Linked DNA regions of Pelodiscus sinensis: region 1 is linked to region 2. A link is a contact called in public Hi-C data. All regions are on one chromosome and are shown on one strand. The core of a region is the stretch at or near the end of the contact, and the rest is flanking DNA. Distances in the headings are between cores, read along the strand shown. Region 1 holds the start of LOC142827423. Region 2 holds the start of BCL2 (BCL2 apoptosis regulator).

Region 1 (6,164 bases), core at 929-3,428, 140 kb after region 2:
AAAGATGGAGTGAGTCTTGCATTTCAAATTTGCAACAGGGATGTTAAAATGTGTGTCACGAAGTAACCGTTTAACTGCTGAAAATGTCAGCGGTTACATGGTTACACGTGGGATGGCAGTTGACTACCAGGGAGTCAGTGTTCATGGAAATTTGGCTTTTAAGATAGCTCCCCGTGCATACTTGCTTCTACCTGCAGCCCTGGGAGCTGGTACTTATGGAGAGCCAGCTTTTAAGACTGCTCCCATATGTACCAGCTCCTGTCTGCCACCATGTGTTGCTGCCTCTGATAGAGAGGCACCATCATGCGGAGGCTGGCAGCTCCCTTGGAGCAGTGCGCACACAGGAGCCAGCTTAAGTCAGCTCCCCCACGTAACGGGATAAAACATGAAACCGTGAACATTAACTGATGAGCTTAGGCTCACTGGTTTACCCTTTACATGGTTACACTTTCACATTCCTAATTTGCAATTATTTTAATTTTACAGAAGCATTTAATGAAACAAATGTTTCTAAAGAAAATGTGATCTATTTTTAAACTCTGCTGAGTAAAAATATCTGAAATGTTTAAACTGTGTGCATTTGTGCAAGGCACTTATGAAAAATATTTAAAATAGGGAACCACACAATAGGAACTGACTGTGGGCTTGATTTTCCACCTAGCAGATTTAATTTATGGAGAGCGAGGTACAAATGTGAACTAGAATTGGCATTATACTGTTTCAATTCACATTTCATAATCTAATCTTCATTGTAGTATGTGCCCTTTAACCCCCTTTAAAAATAATAAATGATTTGACCTTGAACTTTTTCAATGTTGGATTGTTTATTGAAGGTTTACAGTATCAGAAAACAAAAAAAAAGAGTGACTATAAATTCCTGTGCTGCTATATTACCAAGATAATTTGGAGAGAGTTTATTTTGGAGTGTCCTCCAGTGGCAAGATTTTTCAAAGCTGCTTTAGAAGTAATATGAAATAGTTACATTACCAAGATGATTATGTAGATGCTGCCAATTTGTGTTCTATTGTATCTATTCACTGGGATTCCCAGTATATTAGTTAATAAGTTAAAAAAGTCAAGGCAACTGTTAATGGTTATTTTTTTAAACAGATAATGGAGCTTTCCTATACTGACTGCATTATTGTACAATATTATGGCTGCATTAGCTGTAAGGACAGTTGATGATGCATTTATTATTAATCACCATACTAGAAACATTGAATGTATATAAAAGCTTGAACTTGTTTGAAACATCTCCTTCAACTGTCTTGCTTTCACAGGGATTCCTGTCTCTTCCATTTTGTTTGTTACCATATGAAACAAAACTTTTCCTACAAAATGCAGGGCCTTACAGTCATACTCCAAGACTACAATACAATTAAAAATCACTTCGCTCACCACCGATCAGTCCTGGGGGCAATTTATAAGAAGCTAAAAATATTAAAAGTTGCACTTCTAAAGTTACTTGGCTATGGGGAACCAAGGGACAACACATAAAAAGGTGTAGAGAGAAGATGAAAATATTTCAGTGATCTATGACTAAGGATAATAGTATATATGAGATTTGGCCACCTTTTTTGTAGATGAAAAAGAATGATAGGTAGTGAGGATAAACAAAGTAAAAGGTTAACAAATCCTTGCTGGGAGGGGCTTTTATAAGTAAAGCCTTGTTAATACTAGCAACACTCATCTACAAACCAGATCAGCTATTTGACATTCCTATACCACAATTTTTGTCCATTAATTCTTTTTAGCTTTGATTTTCAATAACAAATATTTTAAACAAAGGAAAACTTCATAAGATTATCTAAGATTTGTTATGGTTTCCTAATTAACAGATAAGTCCCTTTGTTTTCCATTTAAACATTTTTTTACAAAAAAAAGTTGGGTTTTACAAAAAGTACTATTCTTTTCAGTCCATTTTTGTATGAGCGAGCCACATAAAAATCCATGTTTTATCATGAAATTACAATACATTGAAAGAGAGATATGTATTATGATGGATACATTAGTCTGTGTATAGTTGCAAAGCTGCTGGTTGAAGTAAGGCTATGTATTAGTCTAGAAGATACACACAACAAACACACATATGCAAGGTCTGAAGCATGTGGGTAGGCATCTGAACATAGTGATGGGTCTCACACCCACCGTGTATGCATTTCAAGCCGCTAGCAGATAATGGTTTTAAGATCTGCTGCACTAACATGGGAAGAAAACAAATCTGTAGCAGAATGTGTTTCAGAACACAAGGAAGTAACAGGAAAAACTGGAAAAAAGGATGACATCGTTAGCTGCAAATCGTGTGTTCCAATTATTAAATGTAAATGTTTATATGATAATAATGCTAAGTCCAAACTGTTTATTCAAATGAAAAGTTTTATTTCAGACTTAATGTTATGTTGTTTTTTAAATTGTTTTCTCAGAAGTGGCATTGTGTTTTAGCATCTGCAGCAAATCTCATTGATGAACAGAATTGAAAGCATCTACTGAATACTCCTTTGCCCCCAGTCTTTCAAACCACCAAAGTAAATCCCAATATTTACCCCCCCCCAAAAAAAATTAATAGTTTTTGCACTGATTTTCACCTATTTTGTTGTAATAAACATAAGTTCCTAGGGAAAATTAAATAAAATAGTGAAAATGAAGGACCTGTTTACATAGTAAGAGTGCTGAAACAAGGGGAAAGAGCCTAAAACTAAGTATTGAGAAATCAGATGAGCCAAAGGATGTTTCTTAATAATTAAGTCATTGGCTCTGACAATGGAATAACTTATGTTGTGGTAATTGAAGCTACAGAACAAAGGGGGCCAGTGAGGGCTGAAAGGCAGTTAGAGTGGGGGTTGTATACACAGTCTTGTATGATGCAGAAGTTTGGCCACAGTAGTCCAAAAAGTGGATTTAAAACAATCATACATGTTTGTGCATTAACCCATGAGTACAATTAACATATTTTTAGTTTCCAGTTGTGATCTGTGATAGCACAGCTTCCTGGAGAATGCTTCCTAATGAAGCACAGCTATAGTCTGGAAACAGACTTTTTGCATGCAAAAGTCAATATGGGATGCTATAGAGTGCAGGTAATGGGCCAGAAACATCTTGACCTTTCATACACAAACCACCTATTCACCTCAGTCGGAGTTTGGCAAGGTGGTGTGTTGGCTATGCACCTGCACTAATTTAATATCCAAAAAAACCTTTTAATATGTTGACAAGTATCAGAGGGGTGGGTAGCCATGTTAGTCCAAATCTGCATAAACATTTAGAAGTCCTGTGGCACCTTAGAGACTAACAGATTCATTTTAGCACAAGCTTTCGTGGGTAAAGACCCATGAAAGCTTATGCTTCAATAAATCTGCTAGTTTATAAGGTGCCACAGGACTTCTTGTTGTTTCAAAATGTTGATGAAAAGTGTGATGAAGTTGCATCTGTAAAGAGCTTGGTTTTTTTTTTTTTTTAAACAAGATAGCAAAAGGATTAATTCACATTATGTTAATGATGCCGCCTTATTCCATTATGATAAATTAAATGTTTTTTTAGTCACTTTTTGGGAATATAAATATCTTCTGAAAGCATAAATATTGAGTGTTATTTTTCATTCCTATATATTTTTAAAACAATAAGGAGGCTAGAGAATCAATTTAATCCCAAAAACATTTTTTTAAGTGTGCTCCTATGGTAAAACTTAATGCACCTTCCTCCTGGAATTGAAATCCTAACAACCCTGTTATAAAGCATTAACACACACACACACACACAATGTATTTTTTCGTTATTTAAATAGAATTTTTCTTTTTAATATTTGACTTTTAAGTATCACCAGCATCATTGTAAATAAGCAGATATAATTTATCCATTATCTTGGATGGTATATGTACGGTAGTTTGCTAGTTTATATTGTTTAATATGATTGTTCTTTGTGTTTTAATTGTTATAAACATGTTGCCATTAAACTTCTGTCTAGTTAATATTGTGAAGAAATAATAAAGTACACTGTGAGTTACTTCTTAAGCATTTGAACTGTTAGTACCATATTACTTTTTCCACTATTAGCAAACACGAATTTAATCCTGTAAATAATAGAGTGAAGAGTTTACTACTCACTAGTTGTATTAACATGCTAGGCTGCATATTAAAATCCTCCTCCTCCAATGAGCTCTGTGGAAGCAGTTCCAGCTCACATGATTTTAATTATAAATCTCTTAACATCTGATGATTTTCCTAAAGTCCTAGATACTGGAGTCATGTGAATTGGGTTTCTAGCCTTCATGGTTACCCAGAGAAGCTTGAAAGATTCAAAGCAAGAAGGCAAACAGAACTTTAAATGTGTGGGTTTTTAAATATTGTAATTTTTCAAGCCAATTTCATTATTTTTGAGGACCCAACTCGTGACTTTTGAATATTCAAGATTGAGGTGGACTTTGGCACTCACACCAAGTACCTTGTTAAAACAGGTGTTTGTATACACAAAGATCATTGCAGAACTATAGTTTAAGTGTTTGAAGGACTAAACCTTAGCTAAGATTATTCAAAGAGTGTGTCTGAACTTCAGTTTTTATCCTACACCTAGGCGTTCTGGAATTATGGGTTCAGGTCCCAGCACATAAGTCAATTCAGTTTTCATTCTTCCAAAATAGATAAATCAAGTATCAAGCAACCTGGGAATCTTCCAGAGGAGACCTAAAAAACAGGCATACCAAAAAGGAGTTGTTTGAGCTAAGATCCAGTTTTTTAAAGACAAAGGTGCCTCAGTGTTGCAAATAGCAGAATTATCTGATAATGCTACAAGAAATGCTCCTAGAAAAAAAGAATGAAATATAGTTTTTAAAATAAGTGTAATAAAAGGTATTAGCAGCTTAATCTGTGGCACTTAATTTCCAGGCAAACACTTTATATTTTTTATCCAAATTCTTTCTTCTCTGGGGCCAAATGTGAATCTTGTACCACAGTGATAGACACATATAGGCAGTCCCCGGGTTAGGTGGATCCGACTTATGTCGGATCCCTATTTACGAACGGGGTGACTCACCCCGCAGTAGCTGCGCCCCCCCCCCCCCCCGCCCCTCCAGCAGACTGCCAAGACGCGCTGCGGCGGTCCCACCGCCCGCGTCCTCCGCGGCGAGAAAAGCTGCTCCGCGTCTCCCTGGTCTGCTGGGGGGAGGGGGGGCGCAGCTAGTGCACCACTCCCCCAGCAGACCAGGATTTTCTCGCCGCGGAGGACGTGGGCAGCGGGACCGCCGAGACACGCCGCGGTCCCGCCGCCCCCGTCCTCCGCAGCAAGAAAAGCCTGGTCTGCTTGGGGGGGGGGGCGCAGCTAGTGCATCCGTCACTCTCCCCCCCCCCCCCCAGCAGACCAGGCTTTTCTCACCGCTGGTCAGTTTCAGCAGCGGCTGAATCAGGACGCCTGGGGTAGAGCAGCTGGGGGGCTACCGGGTTGGTCCCGCTGCGCCAAGGGTAGGCTACCAGACCAACCTAGCAGCACTCCAGCTGCTCTGCCCCAGGCGTGTCCGATTCAGCCGCTGCTGGTCAGTTTCAACAGCGGCTGAATTGACGCCTGGGACAGAGCAGCTGAGGCGCTGCCAGGTTGGTCCCCGCAGCGCCGCACCTCGGCGCTGTGGGGACCAACCTGGCAGCACCCCAGCTGCTCTACCCCAGGTGTCCCCAAGTCAGCTGCTGCTGAAACTGATCAGCGGCTGATTCCAGGAAGCCCGGGGCAAAGCAGCTCTGCCTCGGGCTTCCTGTAGTCAGCTGCTGGTCAGTTTCAGCAGCGGCTGAATTGGGGACACCTGGGGTACAATATGTACCAGTTCCGACTTACATACAAATTCAACTTAAGAACAAACCTACAGTCCCTATCTTGTACGTAACCCGGGGACTGCCTGTATAGAAACACTGTTAAAAGTAAAGGACATTTGGTCAAGGTAATATTTTTGAGGCACTGGATTTTCAGAAGTTATGCAAGGACCCCAAACATCAAGATGTAATATCCAATGTGAAATGTAGGAGGCAAATGCACCTCGCATTTTGGAAACGCAATGCCATGACTACATTTTGTGTCTCCCATTTATCTAGCTGTCAACTGCTTCTTTGCTGAGCAACTTTTTACTCTAGTCTAAAGACATTAAGCAACCCTAAGAAGAAATATTATGTTTTAGGTCAGTGGTCCC
Region 2 (6,163 bases), core at 1,495-3,994:
TCTTGCGCAAGAGCGCATCCACACTGCCATGGGCTTTTACACAAGAGATGTGCTTTGAGTTGTTGCACAAGGGTGCATCCACACTGCCATGTGCTTTTGCACAAGAGATGTGCTTTTGAGCAAGAGGGTCTATGGCAGTGTGGATGCTCTCTTGCACAAGAAAGCTCTGCTGGCCATTTTAGCCATAGAGGTTCCCTGTTTCCATCTCTTGCGCAAAAAGCCCTCTCTTCTAGCTACTGTAAACTTTCTTGTGCAAGAATGGGCTTGTAGTGTGGATGCTCTGCAAGTTTTTGAACAAGAACAGTCATTCTTGCACAAGAAGCCTGCAGTGTAGACACAGCCCTGGTGTAAACAAGGGAAAATAGTAGTGTTGATTTTTCACTAGTGCATTTTACCCCATTTCCCAGCAGGATTCCTGTAATCTTAAGTGTGTGTTGAATCAGTCTCTAGATTAATTTGCTCTCAATTTTTTTTATTTATCTTGCCCCCCTCCCACTCCAAGAATCTACACTGTGTACAAACTAAGACCCCAATTTGGGAAAGATTTATGCATGCATTAAACTTTATATATAGGTAGTCCTATAGAGTCTAGATCTCAGTGGAGCTATTCATGTGCATAAGATTAAGCAAGTGTATAAATCCCTGCAGGATCAGGACAGACAGACCCTAGAAGACATTTTACTATATAGCATGGTGCTAACTGGGATGGTAGATTTGGACTATTAGAGTAATAAGCACAATAACCAGGAACAAGGATTTGCACAAAGGGGATCTAAGATGATAGCCCCCAAAATATTTTCAAAGGAGTAATGAAGAAAAACCACATGGGCTAGTGAAAAAGGCCAAAAAGGTCAATGAACATGTCATTAACTTAGAAGTCATCTTTCTTATCTGCCTCTTTTGACTATCCAGTCTTTAAGTGCTTATAGACTGTTTTTCCTGTTACATTCCAGCTGAGCTTTCCCCTTGATATTTTTATACCCACTATATCTTCTTGTTTTTCCCCCTCTCCTATTTTTTCCTTCTCCCCCCCTCCCCTATTTATTTTTGTTCTGGGCATCCAACACTCTGGTTATCTGAAGAAGTGGGCTGTGCCCAGGAAAGCTCATGAGACCATCTACATGTTTTGTTAGTATTTAAAATGCTACCGGACCATTTGTTGTTTTTAAGTTTTTCTTTGAGCGTGTGTTTCTGCAATAAAATGTTTCTCATCTTGCTACCTTTCCAGGTTCGCTTAATGGTGTGTCTGGAGTCTTTGCCACTCAACAGTCCTTAATCCTCACGAGTGGGGAGGATCAAAAGGGATTCCCCTACACCACGAGCAGAGCTTTTCACTCCAAATGGTTTCAGCAATGCATTCCCCCTCCAAATGGAAAGCACAAAAATGAGTGAGGGAAGAAATGTCCAGCACTTAATGTGAGGTGAGCCCCCCCCCCCTAAAGTTGGCAGCTGATATAGTCGGGCACCTCCCGGCTCAGTGTGTCAGTGAGAAAGTAAGAGCATTGCTGGAGCGCGCTCAGGTTGCTCTTTCACTGCCATGCCCCGGAAGCGTCTAGCCCATAACTCATCACAGGGCTGGCTGGGATTTCGGGTTAGGTATCAACCCGGCCTCTTTCCACCTCTGCCGGCACCAGGCCTCGGCGCTGGTTTGGGGGGTTGTGTTTGGCTCGTCTCCCCGGCGCGGCGCCCGGGCCGGCCTTGGGTAAGAGCGCAGGCAGCAGCGCCTCCCGCAGCCTCCCCGGAGCCGCCTGCGTCTTCCGCCCCCGCCGGCGCCAAGGGGAAGCCGCGAGCAGCGCGCGGTCCTGGCTTTGCACCGCCCGGCGGGGAGCAGGCCCGCGACGCCCAGCGCAGCATTGGCCCTGCGTGGCTGCAGCCCCGGCCCACAGCAAGGAGCCACCCGGTGCGTTTCCCGCTCCCGCCTCCCTTTCCCAGGGAGCCCCGCTCCATACACCCCGGCCGGCCGAGCATGCAGGCAGCCCGGCAGGCTGCTCCCGGCCACGCACGGGGCATGTGGCCCGCCCCGCCAGGGATACGCCGATCGCCTCCTTCCTTTCCCCGTTTCTTGAATGAACAGCGAGGTGGAGCTCTCGGGATCCCGCCCCTCCTGCGCGGGCCTCTCCCGGCCCGTCTCCTCCCCGCCACTGGGCTCCGCTCCGCCTCCCTCCTCCTCTTGCCGCCGCGCTGTGCCTGTGCTTCCCCGGCCGCCACAGCGACGCGGAACGGACTGGCGCTCCAGCAGCACCACTGCAGACAGACTAGGGGGCTGCTCTGCCGGGCGGCTGACAAGGCTGCCGGTGCTGGGGCGGGAAAAGGGAGCGGGGAACAACTTCCTAGCTGCGGTCCTAATTTGTATGAATAATATTCCACACACGCCCCCATCCTCTTCCCTCCTCTGCACAGTGGGGGTTTCTTCCTTTTTTATACAAACAAAGCTGCTTTGGGAAGGCATTTGCTCCCGGGAGTTCAGGCAACCGCCACAATTTTGATGCTCCCTTTTTGAGTGTGTGGGTGTACGTGTGTGTGTGGGAGCGCTGGGCTGCACCTAGGGATCAGCCTCTGAATGAAACTACATGTATTCAATTGCATGTGTCTGTACCTTGCACTGGAGGGGAAAGCACAGCAGCACTTCTGCAAGAGCTTGGAGTCAAAGGTGTGTTTCATCTGCTCTTCACAATTTTGTTTTTTGTTTTGGGTTGTTCTTTTTCCTGGGCTCTGAGGCTGGATATTCTGAGCTTTGACATGTCTTTGGAGAGGTCTGTTTAACAGAAGGCGGGGAAATATTTTTTGAAATCCTTAGGGTTTTGTTTTTGTCCCTTTCCTGTCCCCTTGGTGATTTGATCTTGTGAAGCATCAAAGCAGCCAGAACTTAATGTGTCTGAAGACTTCTGATTTTTTTAAAGGAAACTTGACAGAGGAACATATTTATAGTTCAAGTAAGTACTTTTCACAGCAAATTTACATTGTGTAATTAAAAAAAAAACAGTGTTGAGATTTTTTAGTTTAAAGTGTATTGGATTAATATTCATCCAAGGCTGTTGAACAAATCAGTTTGAATTGCAGTTTTTGCAGTCTATGTTCTTCAACTCCTTCATTCACATGTGCTTGTTCAGCACCTTGGGGAACGTATGCACCTTGTTTTGAATAAGTATGAGATATTTTTTAAAAAAAATGTATTTCAGCATCAAGAAGAAAATGTTTCTAAAATAAGTATATAATAAGTAAACATGTGCTTCTGGAAATAAAATACACGTGCATCCAAACCGAGAAGTCGAAAGTACCTCTGAGACCTCAGAGCTACCATCATGAATGAAACCACATCAAATACAATAACTGGATTATAATTTTTGGTATTATTGTTATTGGCTACTTTACTTTTTTGGGTTCATTCTTCTCCTCTTCTTCCTCTCTCCTTCGTCCTTGTTGGAAATTATGGCTCATCCTGGGAGAAGAGGCTATGATAACCGGGAGATAGTGTTGAAGTACATCCATTACAAACTGTCACAGAGGGGGTATGATTGGGCTGCCAATGAAAACAGAGGACCAGTTTCTTCAAGTCTCTCTCCTCCTGCTGCTGCTGGGACCCCATCTGACCATGCTGGGCTGGTGTCTTTGCCGCCTGAACCCCCTGGTTCGGCTGCTGCTAGTAATGTGCCCCTTGGTGATGGGCTGCGCTCAGCACCACAGGCTGTTCACTTGACTCTGTGCCAAGCCGGAGATGAATTTTCCCGCCGCTATCACAGAGATTTTGCCCAGATGTCTGGGCAGCTGCACTTGACCCCATTCACGGCCAGGGGGCGCTTTGTGGCGGTGGTGGAGGAGCTATTCCGAGATGGGATTAACTGGGGAAGGATCGTGGCCTTCTTTGAATTTGGTGGCGTGATGTGTGTGGAGAGTGTCAACCGGGAGATGTCGCCTCTTGTGGACAGTATTGCTGTGTGGATGACTGAGTACCTGAACAGACACTTGCACAACTGGATCCAGGACAATGGAGGTTGGGTAAGTGTCCCGTATTTCTTTCTCTGTAAATTATGGTAGAATTTCCATCAATGTGGTCACATACTATAGTGATGCAAGCAGTATAGCAACCTATATAGACCAGAATATGAATATCATAATATACTTTAATTGACATAATGCAAGGCAGTGTTTTGGTCTGTGTTACTATAGTGTTTATCAGCATAGCTGTTGTTGGTGTGGAGCTTCTGGAATGTCATGTCATGCAGGAGTTAGAGTTTTGGTGTGGGAGTGGTCACAGTTCCCCATCCTTTGCTAAAAGCTTGGGTAAGAGGTGTATGCATGTATGTGCACACACTGAAAACAAACTTTCTTGTTGGCTGGTGCAGTGAGCGTTCTCCATTCTGTTTCAATGTACTTTAACCATTGAAATCATATGTATATGTTGCGCTATGGTAGAATGGATTCACAGAGCAGTGTGGGAAAGAAAAGCAGTGACATATCTAGGAATGATGCTATAGCCTAATGCTTGAATGAGGTTGAGGGAAAAGGAAAGCGTGTGTGTTTTGTGTATATGCTCATGTTAGTCAAGAATGCTGTAAGCAGGAGAACTCTATATTACAGATCATCAGATGGAGCAGTGTTTAAACTGAGCATCATCTGGTGTTTATAACATAAAAATATTAGAAAGATTTTACTGCATACGCTAAAAGTAATATTTTTAAATTGTCTTTTTCTAGTGCTTGTGTTGAATCAATTTCAGGTTAGGCAGAATAAAGTGTGGGGAGGAACTTTCTCTGACAGTTTTCTGGAGAGTGCATGCTATTTATTATAACCTGGTGTATTCCAAAGGCAAGAAGTATTTTATGAATTCCAGGGATTAAAAACAAACCAAAACTTTAACCTGGTGTATTCCAAAGGCAAGAAGTATTTTATGAATTCCAGGGATTAAAAACAAACCAAAACTCTGGCTGAGGTGGTTTTAGAAGGGAATAATTCAACCACAGGCAAAGAAAATCTACCATTTTCATCCATACAATCAAATCTCATCTGTTTCTGTCTCAAATAATAGTTTTGTCAATTGAAAGATGCTTTCTCCTTTTATTCATTTCATTCCTGCAGTATGCATAAAACCAATCTTGTATGATGTGCCTTAATGCATTTGTGAATCCAAGGAGCAAAAGACTCATTGCAACAGAAAACTTAATGTATGAGTCTGGGGGCTGTCATAAGTCATTTTAAAGAAGAAAATAGAATAGTTCTGGGATTCTAAAGGCCCTACTTCCGTCTGCTAGGTGGCATATTTATAGAGAGAGATTTGTTATATAGTACAATTTTAAGTTGCTTACTGCATTTTGCTTATGAAATTCATTTTTAAAACTATATATAAATTGTTACTGTACTTAAAGATTATAGATGCTGAAATATCACTTATCCACAGTGGCTGTGTCTATTCAAATATTGAGATCCTCCATTCTCTCCCATGGTTCTCAGCACAGGGTGTTTTACATCCAAGGGACTGGGAAACGTGTGGACTGACATTAGTAGGAAGAGCAGGCATTTGTGGCATTCTACCATGTTTGTGTTCTACTTCTGAAGTTAAACTTCAGGACAAGTGATTAAGACAGTGATATCGACTGAAATGTGGAAAACCCCCCAGCTTGTTTTGAAGGTTATAAATATGGCTTAAAAGTTGCAGGACAGCCCCTCAACATGGACCTGAAGGATAGCCTTCAAAGATAACATTTTTCAAAATGAGTCTTTAGCATTCTTTGGAACAGCTGTTTATGCTGTGCATAGGGGAAAAGAACATTTAGAATTTTATAGATCTAAAAAATTAGGCCAAACATTAAGGGAATGACTTCCACTGACTTACAGTGGCCTTTGGCTCAAGCCCTAATACTGTTATGTGTGCATACTATTTTCTATTTAAAAAATAAATAATGGATATAAATGAAAACTTTAAAAAGATTAAAATTCTTGGTCAAATGACTCAACCATATTCATATTCTTCACATTTAGAGATATAATAACCTAGATATCTAATACTAACAGCCTTTTAAAAAGAAAGATGCTTCTTAATACTGGCATGGTCATCGAAGTTTCATGTATGGACTGCTGATTTTTTTTTCTGATGTATGTGACACCATTTATTGTGGTGTGAATATATTGGTAATTTGCATATCTTTTATATATGTATATTATCAGG

Evidence for each region. Hi-C and Micro-C count contacts between places; a contact is called where the count stands out from the background.
Region 1: a contact with region 2 is called in a Hi-C map of an unstated tissue, with 5 times the contacts expected there. The contact joins the promoter of LOC142827423 here to the promoter of BCL2 in region 2. A contact is called at or near these places in 2 of 5 Hi-C or Micro-C datasets (liver and an unstated tissue).

Annotation. Positions count from the first base shown.
Region 1 is chr2:118,029,566-118,035,729 of ASM4963464v1, forward strand. LOC142827423 reads left to right here and starts at 2,179. Exons shown (of 3, transcript XM_075923068.1): 1 at 2,179-2,286. The coding sequence starts at 2,179. BCL2 (BCL2 apoptosis regulator) reads left to right here. Exons shown (of 2, transcript XM_006122882.4): 2 at 1-3,453. All of the region lies in intron 6 of LOC142827195 (a long non-coding RNA gene), which reads right to left.
Region 2 is chr2:117,890,726-117,896,888 of ASM4963464v1, forward strand. BCL2 (BCL2 apoptosis regulator) reads left to right here and starts at 2,745. Exons shown (of 2, transcript XM_006122882.4): 1 at 2,745-3,996. The coding sequence starts at 3,430.